Linked DNA regions of Anas platyrhynchos: region 2 is linked to region 1. The links are chromatin contacts, called in public Hi-C maps. All regions are on one chromosome and are shown on one strand. Each heading gives the region's core, a stretch centred on a gene start, on an enhancer-like site or on the middle of the called end of the contact. The rest is flanking DNA. Distances are from core to core; before and after follow the strand shown.

Region 1 (4,232 bases), core at 326-2,825:
GACGGGGGAGAGAAGGGGTGGAAGGAGAGGAAACGAAGAAGGAAAGGATGGATGGAGGGGACAAAGGGAAGGACAGAAGGAAGTGGGCAAGGGACGGACGGGAGGGATGGAAGGGCAGGAGGAGGACAGGGACGGAGGGCGCTGGGTGCTGTCAAGGCCGCAGGGAGGTCCCAGGGCAGCAGCAGGACGGAGCAGGAGCAGCTCCAGCACCTCCAGCACCACCGCGGCCCCAGTCGGTGCCAGCCCCATGCCCACGCCACCAGGCCATGGCCACCGGGACACGGTGGCTCCACCGCCTCCACTCACAGCCACCGCGTTCTGGCACTCCCAGAGGTGCCAAGAGGCCTCCGGCCACCTGCCCGGTGGTGGCCCCGCCACACGTCCCGGCCGAGCCCCTGGAGGTGCCACCACGGTGGGCGCCACCAGGGCGGGTGCCATGGCCAGCACCAGGGACAGCGGCACCGGGTGCTCCACCATGGACAGCGGCCACAGTGGCCACGGCGGGTGGCCCTGGTGGCCACAGCAGGTGACCCCGTTGGCCACGCCATGGCACGGCACAGACACAACCCGGCACCGTGCCCCGGTGCCAGGTCCAGGGGATGCGGCAGCAGCGCCGTGTCCCGGCTTCGGTGGCGCCTGGCTGCCCGCAGCGCCGCATCCCCGGAGGGCGCCGCTGCCCCGACGCTCACGGGGACGCCGCCAGCGCGTGGCTCCGGTGCCACGGTGCCCGGGCACGGCTCCCGAGGCCCATCCCTGCTCCACGGCCGGTGTCGCTGTCCCCGCTGCCGCTTCCTCCCGGTGTCACCGCCGCAGGGCCACGTCGCCTCGTGTGGCTCCCCAGCTCCGCTCGCTGCCACGTGTCCGCCGTGTGCCGGTCTCGACGCCGCCTGGGCGGGAACCGCGCTCCGTGCTCCGTGCTGAGCGGCTGCGCTGCCTCGTCCGGCTGCTGAGCAGCGGGTGCCGGTCCCGGTGGCACCGGGGCCTCGGGGACACCGCCACCGGCACCGGGCAGGGGGTGACGGTTTGGGGGCGGCCGCACTGGGCCCTGCCGGAGCTGGAACCACACCGAGGGGCGCCCCCAGGACCCCCGCTTCGGGCCCCGGAGCCTCCCCGGCGGGAGGCGAAACCGGGGTGCGGAGGGGACCGGAGGAAGGGGGGGGGAGGGAGGACCCGGGGGGGGCGGCGGGCGGGGGGAGCCGGGGAGGGGGGAGAGGAGGGGGGCGGGGCGGCGCTGCCGGTGCCCGCGGGGCGCTGCCGGCGGCCGGGGCCGTGCCGGGGCGGGCGGGGGGAAACTGAGGCACGGCGGCGGCGGCGGCCCCGCGGCCACACGGACGCGTGCGCGGCGCGGCCCGGTCCCGCCCCCCCCCCTCCCGGTCCCGGTCGCTCCCAACCCCTCCCCGCCGCCTCCCCGGACCAGACAAAGCCGCCGGGGCCCCGAGGCGCGGCGCGGCGGTCCCGGTACCTGCGGCCCCGCGGCCCGGGCCGAGCGGCTCCCGCCGGCCATGACGGAGGCGCCTCCGGGGGCTGCGGCCGCGCGGGCCGGCGGGGGCGGGGCGGGGCCGGCGGGAGGGGCGGGGCCGGCGGCGGAGGGGGGCGGGGCCCGGCGGGGAGGGGGCGGGGCCGGGCGGGGCGGGGCGGGGCCGGGCGCTGCCTGGGGGCGGAGGGCGGCCGCGGCTCATTTGCATGTCACGTGCTCCGCGCGTCCAATCGGCGCCCGGCCGGCCCGGCCCGGACACGCCCCCCCCCCGCGCCTCGCGCCCGCCATGGCAACGGGACGGGAGGGTGGGGGTGGGGGGTCGGGTCGCCATGGCAACGGGGGCGGGGCTGCCCGCGCGCTGCCCCGGGAGCTGAGGGGGCGGGGGGGGGGGGGGCGAGGTTTGCGGGGGGGCACCGGGATTGGCAGGGGGGGCTCAGTTCTGCGTCTGCGGCTCAGGGCTTGCAGCAGGCACTGGCGGCTTGGCGGCTCCCGGGGGGCCGCACAGGGTGCGGGGGCTCCCACCCAGCCCGAGGCTGCCACCGGGGGCCGGGACCCCCCCCCGGGCTTCGCTGCAGCCGCCAGGAGGGGGCGATGCCCGCCCTGCCATGCCCGGCTCGGGGCGGCACAAGGAGCCCTTCTCCTTTTTTCTCCCTTTCTCCCCCCCGTTTATTTTATTTTATTTTTTATTTTATTTTATTTTTTATTTTATTTTATTTTATTTTATTTTATTTTATTTTATTTTATTTTATTTTATTTTTTATTTTATTTTATTTTATTTTATTTTATTTTATTTTTTTTTTTTTTTTTTTTTTTTTTGCCCCCTTCCCTGCACAAGCAGCGCCCAGCAGCAGGGAGCACCTCCGGGACCCCACCAGCACCCGCACATAAAACCGCTCTGTAGCAGATGGTGGCCCAAAACGGGTGCTTTCCAACCCAAAAAGGCGATGGCTTCACCTCCACGTTTTGGGGTCACCCTGATGGGCCCCGTGCAAGGCCAGCATCCCTTGGGTGCAGGAGCGAGCTGGGACCGGGCTGGGCCCCGCGTGCCGACGTCGCACCCGCGGCACGGCCACCGGCACCGCGCTCCCGCCACGCTCTTCCCGTGCTCGCACTGGGGAGCCAGGCAGGAAAAGCTTTTAAGCAGAAATCCTCATTGTTTCCACCCAGCGGGGTGGCCATTCAGCCTCCAAACATACGGAGGGCTGGGTTTCCAGGAGGAAATTTCCCTCCAGACGCAAGGGGATGTTAAAAAAAAATAATAAAAATAAATAAAAAAAAATGCTGCGTTTGGCCTGAAAGCTCGGGGGGTGGAGGAGGAGGAGGGTTTCTCGGCGAGGTGTGGCCCAGCCGCCCCATGCGTGGGCTCGGCGGGCACAAATATTTGTGTGGATATTGAGGAGTGGGTGGGCGCCGGGGGGAACAAAGCGCGGACGTGGCGCATCCCCGCAAACAATGGGGCCGGATATTTCCCGGTGGGAGCAAGGCCTGGCGATGGAGCTGGCTCACATCCTCCTACCTGCGGGCCCTGCACTGCCCGGGTGGGCTCGCGGTGCCACCGGGACCCCGATTCACGTTCTGGGGGGGGTTTAAGGGGGCTCTGCCCCTGCCCTCTGGTGCCATGGGCGTCCCGAAGCCCCTTGGGTTGACTCGCACCCATCCCTTGCGTCCGCCTGGGATGTGGCACAGGGGTCACCGCCCTTCCCAGGGCTTGCATTTTGCCTGACCCCTTTTTCCAATCAAATTGCTCCCAAATCCTTCCTCCCCAAGGGTCGCAGCGGTTCCTAGCAGCATCCCCAGAGCACCATCATCCCCAAAGCACTGCCCCCCTGCAAAGCCCCCGGCCGCCCACGGCGCTGCTAGAAGGGCTCCAGGGCAGGGCAGGAACGCAAGGAAAGGGGCTGGGCGGGTTATGCAAGCTGCCCAGTTGCCTCTGGGGGGTTGTTTTATTTTTTTTTTTTTTTGCCATGAATTCAGGTATTTTTCCAAAGGAAATCGCCCGGTGACGCAGCTCGCCTCAAGCCTACGCCTCTGTCCCCGGCTTGTTCTGGATGCCGGCGGGGGGCTGGAAGAGGCGGAAACCCCCTGGGTCCTGGAGCCCTTGGGAAGTTTGGCAACTGCCGGCACTGAAGGGGGCTCAGTGGTGGCAATAAAATCCCCCCCAGATCCTTTTTAGGGGTGCTCCAACCCAACGCGTGGATGAAACATCTGCAAGGACAGGCTGCAGGAGAGGAGAGCTTGTCTTCAGGGCTCTGTGCGGCCAAAACTTGCTTTTTTTATTATTATTTTTTTTGTACAACTTAAGTGGGTCATGAGCGCTGTTGCCAGCGGGGGAGTTTTCTTGCAGTCCCCCTGCTTTTACCTCGAGCCTCCCGTTTCCTTTCACCGAGCAGAAATTTCAGCTTCCATCCACTTGGTGTCAGCTCCAGCCCCTCTCCAGCCCCACGCTGCCAACACTGGTCCATCCGTCCGTCTGTCTGTCCCAAACCACCCCATGTCTGGCCGTGTCGGCCTGTCTCAGAGGGGTGTGTTTATCTCCCTGCCATTACACCCTTAATTTACCAGCCTTAAGCACTGCCCCATCTCCTCTTTGCATACCCACCAACCCAAATTGGAGTGAGCGGCTTGGATTTGCGCCCTGCTTTTCGGCTGGGGATCCCAGCGCCAGGAACCCCCTACATCACCTCCCTCGATCCCGCTGTGTCTTATTTAAATCGTGCCAGTTCATTTAGAAGCTCCCTTTGTTCAGGAGGATTAG
Region 2 (4,450 bases), core at 1,363-3,862, 59 kb after region 1:
CCCAGCACTACCACATCAAGTCCCGGACTCACCGAAATTCATCACATGGATACAAACATTTCCTGCTCTGTGTATAGACTGGAAGATATTTATATTATATATATTTTTGTTCAATGGTGTTAATAGCAGACATTAAGTTATAGTGTTTCTGATTGACAAGCAAAAAGTACTGTAAATATTCTTGGAGTATATTCACATTGTATAATGTATACAAAAGGTACAGATAAAAGGTATAGTTTCTATAGCAACTGTAAGGAAAGCTTGTACATGGTTAGGATGACTTTTGTATAGTTAATTACCTGCACTGTAGTTGTATCTATTGCACTGAATTTTAGTCTTTAGTATATTAAAAATAAGAAATACCCTTCTTTTAAAACAAAACTTAAAAAAAACAAAAACACAAAAACAACAAAAAAAAAGAAAAACACAAAAAGCAGCCCTTCTCCCCTGAGTGCAACTGTTGTAGGAGCTACTGGCACAGGCAGTTATTTAATAGTGTTTTTTTATTTATTTGTCTGTTTTGGAAGTGACTATAATAACCACACCTGAAAGTAAACAAAAGGAAGTAAAAAAAAAAACATCTGACAGAACTCATCACACAGCTGTGCAGCATACCAGAAACTGTGCACTTCTTTCTTTTTTTTTCCCCCAACAGATGCATAAAAATAAGTGCCAAGAGAAAGGCGTGTGGTGTGCTAACAATAAATGAGAATGTATGGAGCGACCCAACCTCCTGTGTGTTGTGCTTTTTTTTTTTTGCTGGTGACTTATGGGCAGTGGATCAAACCCTTACCTGGGCCTTTCCCTGTGGCTCTTGGTCATCTTTGGACATGTGTTTGTGGTCACAGAGCATTTTTCTGTGCTACCCCCTGCTCCAGGGGTAGCAGTTGATGGGGAGCAGTGCAACCCCCATAGCACTCCCCAGAACGGTGCTATTACCATCCCAGCTGTGGCCCAAGATAAGGGTTTCTGGCTGTGTTCACCAGTGCCCAGATCTGGGCTGGCTGTGCCCCAACTCCATTTTTCCTCCCTGCAGCACCTTGTGGTGGGGCTGGAAAGGGGGAAGTCACACTGCTGGAGCCAGCGGGAAGGCAGGATGGGGAAATTTGGTGTCTGCACTGGTTTGGAGATGGGCACAGCTGATGGATGCAGGCCTTGTTCTGGGAGTGTTGCTTACAGCACCTTTTGTAGTTTCAGGTTCACTGGGATAGGCAGTGGCTGTGCCTGTCCTGCTCCCAGACCAATTCGTTCCGGACTGGAGCAGTCTGTGCAGCCAAGGCCTCACGGGGCAAGGCAGGGTGTGCGATGGGCTGAATTCCACTTTTACCACTTGGCAAAAAGTGAACAGCACAGGGACAGCCGGGCAGCTTTTGGGAACTGCAGAAGACCCCAGCTGGGCTGTGGGGCTGTGGTTTTGGCTGACGCAAGCCAGCAGAGCCTGGTTGCTCACAGGCATCGTGTGCTGCCTACCTACAGTCAGGCCCAGGCTGCCTTCAGCCCAGGAGCTCTGTTTTGGGCCCTGCCAGCTGCCAAGCAAGAGCTCCTGCCAATGAGCTCCTTAATGGGATTGCCTCAGCACAGGTGCAGATTAGCAGGGCTCCTCCAGCACGCACAAAACTTTCCCTCAAAGGAAACCAATGTTCTTGGTTACAAAAGGTCTGTGCCGAGCAGTGCCATGCTCCTGGGTGTGTTGTTGCCACTTCCTGGTACTGCTGAGCTGCCTTCAGACATCGCCAAGCCGCCGCATGGGCCCATGGAGGAGCCTTACCAGGGCCATCCCTGGGATTTAACTGCCCCAAGCCCCATCTGGAACCCCCGGAGCTGCACTTTGTGCTGTGGAGGTGCCACCTCTGCCCCCATCTGCAGCTCTGCGGGTGGGCACCTGACACGATCCATCCCCTGAGGGCTGTCGCTGGACCCCACAGCTGCCCCTGGCCCAGTCGGCTGCTCTGGGAGCTTCTGGGGCTGGGATCTGCGTCGGGACAGCACGTTCCTGCGGCTCTGCTGCGAGCACCTAAGACAGGGAGGAATGGCGCTGGTTCCTGGGGGAATTTTTCCCTTTAACAAGGTGCCAAGCACTACAAGCCCGAACACTTCCAGGCAAAGAAATGCTGATGTTGATCACTTCAGTTTTCTATTATTTATTGAAATGTCTCTTTCCCCTGAAGTGTATACAGAGGAAAAGGCTGTTCCTGAGGGTCAGAGGAAATAGCTCCTGTAAAAAATCTTCCAAATCTCCCAAAAATGCTCCTTGTGCAAATTCCAGCAAGACACACAGTGGAACACTGGGTTGAGGATAAGGTCATCTGCCCAGGGCTCCTCTCATTACCATTGCTAGGGTTTCCTTTTCCAGCCCTTGCTCATCAGTGTGTAGGCCCTGCTCCTGGAGATGCCCGGCCCTCAAACCTATGAAAAATTAATTTTCACACTGCTTTAAATAGCCGGGAACAGTGATACTGTGCTGTGTGGCACCACCATGGAGGGGACACAAGCCTGACACGTCACGCAGAGACAGCCTGGCTGTGGCATGCCCTGGGGGGATTACTGCCTCCAAATCCCCAGCCACAGTGATCCAAATCCTCCATGTCCTGAGGCACAGTGCCAGCAGGCGCTGAGCATCCTGGCTGCTGGCACGCCCCCTTGAGTCCCCCGTGTGCTCGGCCCAGTTTCAGTGAGAGCTGCCCTGGTCAGCTGGAACAGAGATATGAGGGTGGATGTGTCCACCAGCATCTCCCGTAGCAGTATTTGGAGGTGTCCCACCTGCCCCCAAGTCTGTCTGCTATGGGTTGCCTTGTGTGCACTGCTCAGAGCTATCCCACCCTCTGTAATTAAAATCAGTTGAACTGGAGTGAATGGCTTTCCCTTTACCAGGAATATCAGTCCTTTCTAATTGTTCAGGTCCCAGCTCGACGAAGCATTTAAAAGCGTACTTGACTCCATCCCAATTCAGCAAGGCAATTAAATGCATTCATAAATCCTCCTGAAGTAAATGAGAATTAATCGTGGGCTTAACGCTCAGCTGAATCCAGACCTCAGCAGCAGGGCAAGTTTCCCTTAACCTCTTTCCCAGCTGTCACATGCTTCAGGGTCTGAACCAAGCTCACTGTGCAGCTGCCTCCAGGTACAGGGCTGGCTCTCGCGGGGCTCCTCTAGCCCTTCTCTAATGTATCTTGGCCTTCATACACCAAGGGTCACACATACTCTGTGCCCTGCTGTTCTTCTTTCTCTGCTCTGCAAGGAAGCCCATGAGAGCTTGGCAGCCAGTTTGATGGGAGCCTATGGGGAGCAGCACACAGCAACTCAGTGGATTTTGTCCTCTCGGGGCTGGCACCAGAGAGAATGGGATGCCTATGTGCTGGCAAGCTCTTGGACATGAAGAAGCCACTTCTTTGGGCTGCAAGCTCTGCTTGGCTAAAAGGCTAGCTAACTTTTTAATCTTTTGCCTCAAGTCCATTGACAAGCATGCTTACAGCTCTTGATGCTGTTCTCATGGGTCCTCCTGGATGCAAGTTCTCCCACGCGTGGAACAAATGAGTCCCTCAGTGTCCAGAGCTACCTATGAGACTCCTTTGAAGTGCTGCAAAAAGTGAGACTGTGGTTGGAGACTGAGGGGTGTTACAGAACGGTGAAACACCTGAGCAAGCCCAGCCATGTTCGGGGGAGCAGGTGTCAACCACCCAAGTTAGGAATGTAGCGAAGACCTTCCCTGGTTTCCTCCCATATCTCTCCATGGTATCTCACTCATGAAAGTGAAAAGAAAATTGAGGAAAACAGTAACAAGTATATGTCAGCTGGTTTTAGCTTCTGAATCACAGACAACATGAACAGACAATGAACAGACAACATGAGGATGCAAAAGGCTGTTCTTATTTACATAAGCAAGTAGGTAACAATTCATGCATTTTGTGATGGTTGTGCTTTTGTTTCCCACCCTCATGCTGTTATTCCATAACAGTCTACAGAGGTTGACCAGCATGTGAAAATAAACTAATACCACAAAGCTGAACTTTCAAACACCTGGAGATGGAAAAGGACACATCTAGAAAGATGACAATAGCAGACAGGACCTATGCCTTGTAATGTATTTTCATTGTTTTCAACATAGTTAGATAACTAGGATCTGTAGCCAAGGACCTGGCCCTGGTAGAAAGAGCTCCTTATTTTGTGTAAAAAGGCTTGGAGTTAATCAACTTTAACAAACGGCCAATGGCTTCTAGAGATTCTTGTTGGGGCAGTTGTTTCAGCAGGTCAAAGGCTTTTGTCCCCATTTCATAAGCCTGGAATGAAACAAAAAAGACAATGTAATTGTCAGGAATTTGGCTTTTCTCAAGGAGCACTTAAAATACCTGCAGAGGCTCATTGGAATAGCTGCACTGGATCAGATCCAGGCTCCAGTCACTCAGCTGCCTGTTTCAGAGGGTGACCTGTACAAGCTGCTTTAGAGGAGAGA

What was found. A called contact is a pair of places that touch in the nucleus more often than the background predicts.
Region 2: a contact with region 1 is called in a Hi-C map of subcutaneous adipose tissue, with 2.5 times the contacts expected there. The contact joins the enhancer-like site here to the promoter of PHC2 in region 1. A contact is called at or near these places in 3 of 8 Hi-C or Micro-C datasets (liver, skeletal muscle and subcutaneous adipose tissue).

The regions. Positions count from the first base shown.
Region 1 is chr22:7,946,850-7,951,081 of IASCAAS_PekinDuck_T2T, forward strand. It overlaps PHC2 (polyhomeotic homolog 2), which reads right to left and starts at 1,576. Exons shown (of 15, transcript XM_072026831.1): 1 at 1,463-1,576.
Region 2 is chr22:8,005,164-8,009,613 of IASCAAS_PekinDuck_T2T, forward strand. ZMYND12 (zinc finger MYND-type containing 12) reads right to left here. Exons shown (of 8, transcript XM_072027071.1): 8 at 3,846-4,277. The coding sequence ends at 4,158. SLC2A1 (solute carrier family 2 member 1) reads left to right here. Exons shown (of 10, transcript XM_027443192.2): 10 at 1-729. Among named protein-coding and RNA genes, the nearest start is that of ZMYND12, 14 kb to the right of the region's middle. Within about 2 kb of position 2,613, at least 1 of the 8 cell types and tissues checked has an H3K27ac peak or open chromatin away from gene starts, as enhancers often do. A contact at or near this core is called in subcutaneous adipose tissue, where this site is marked.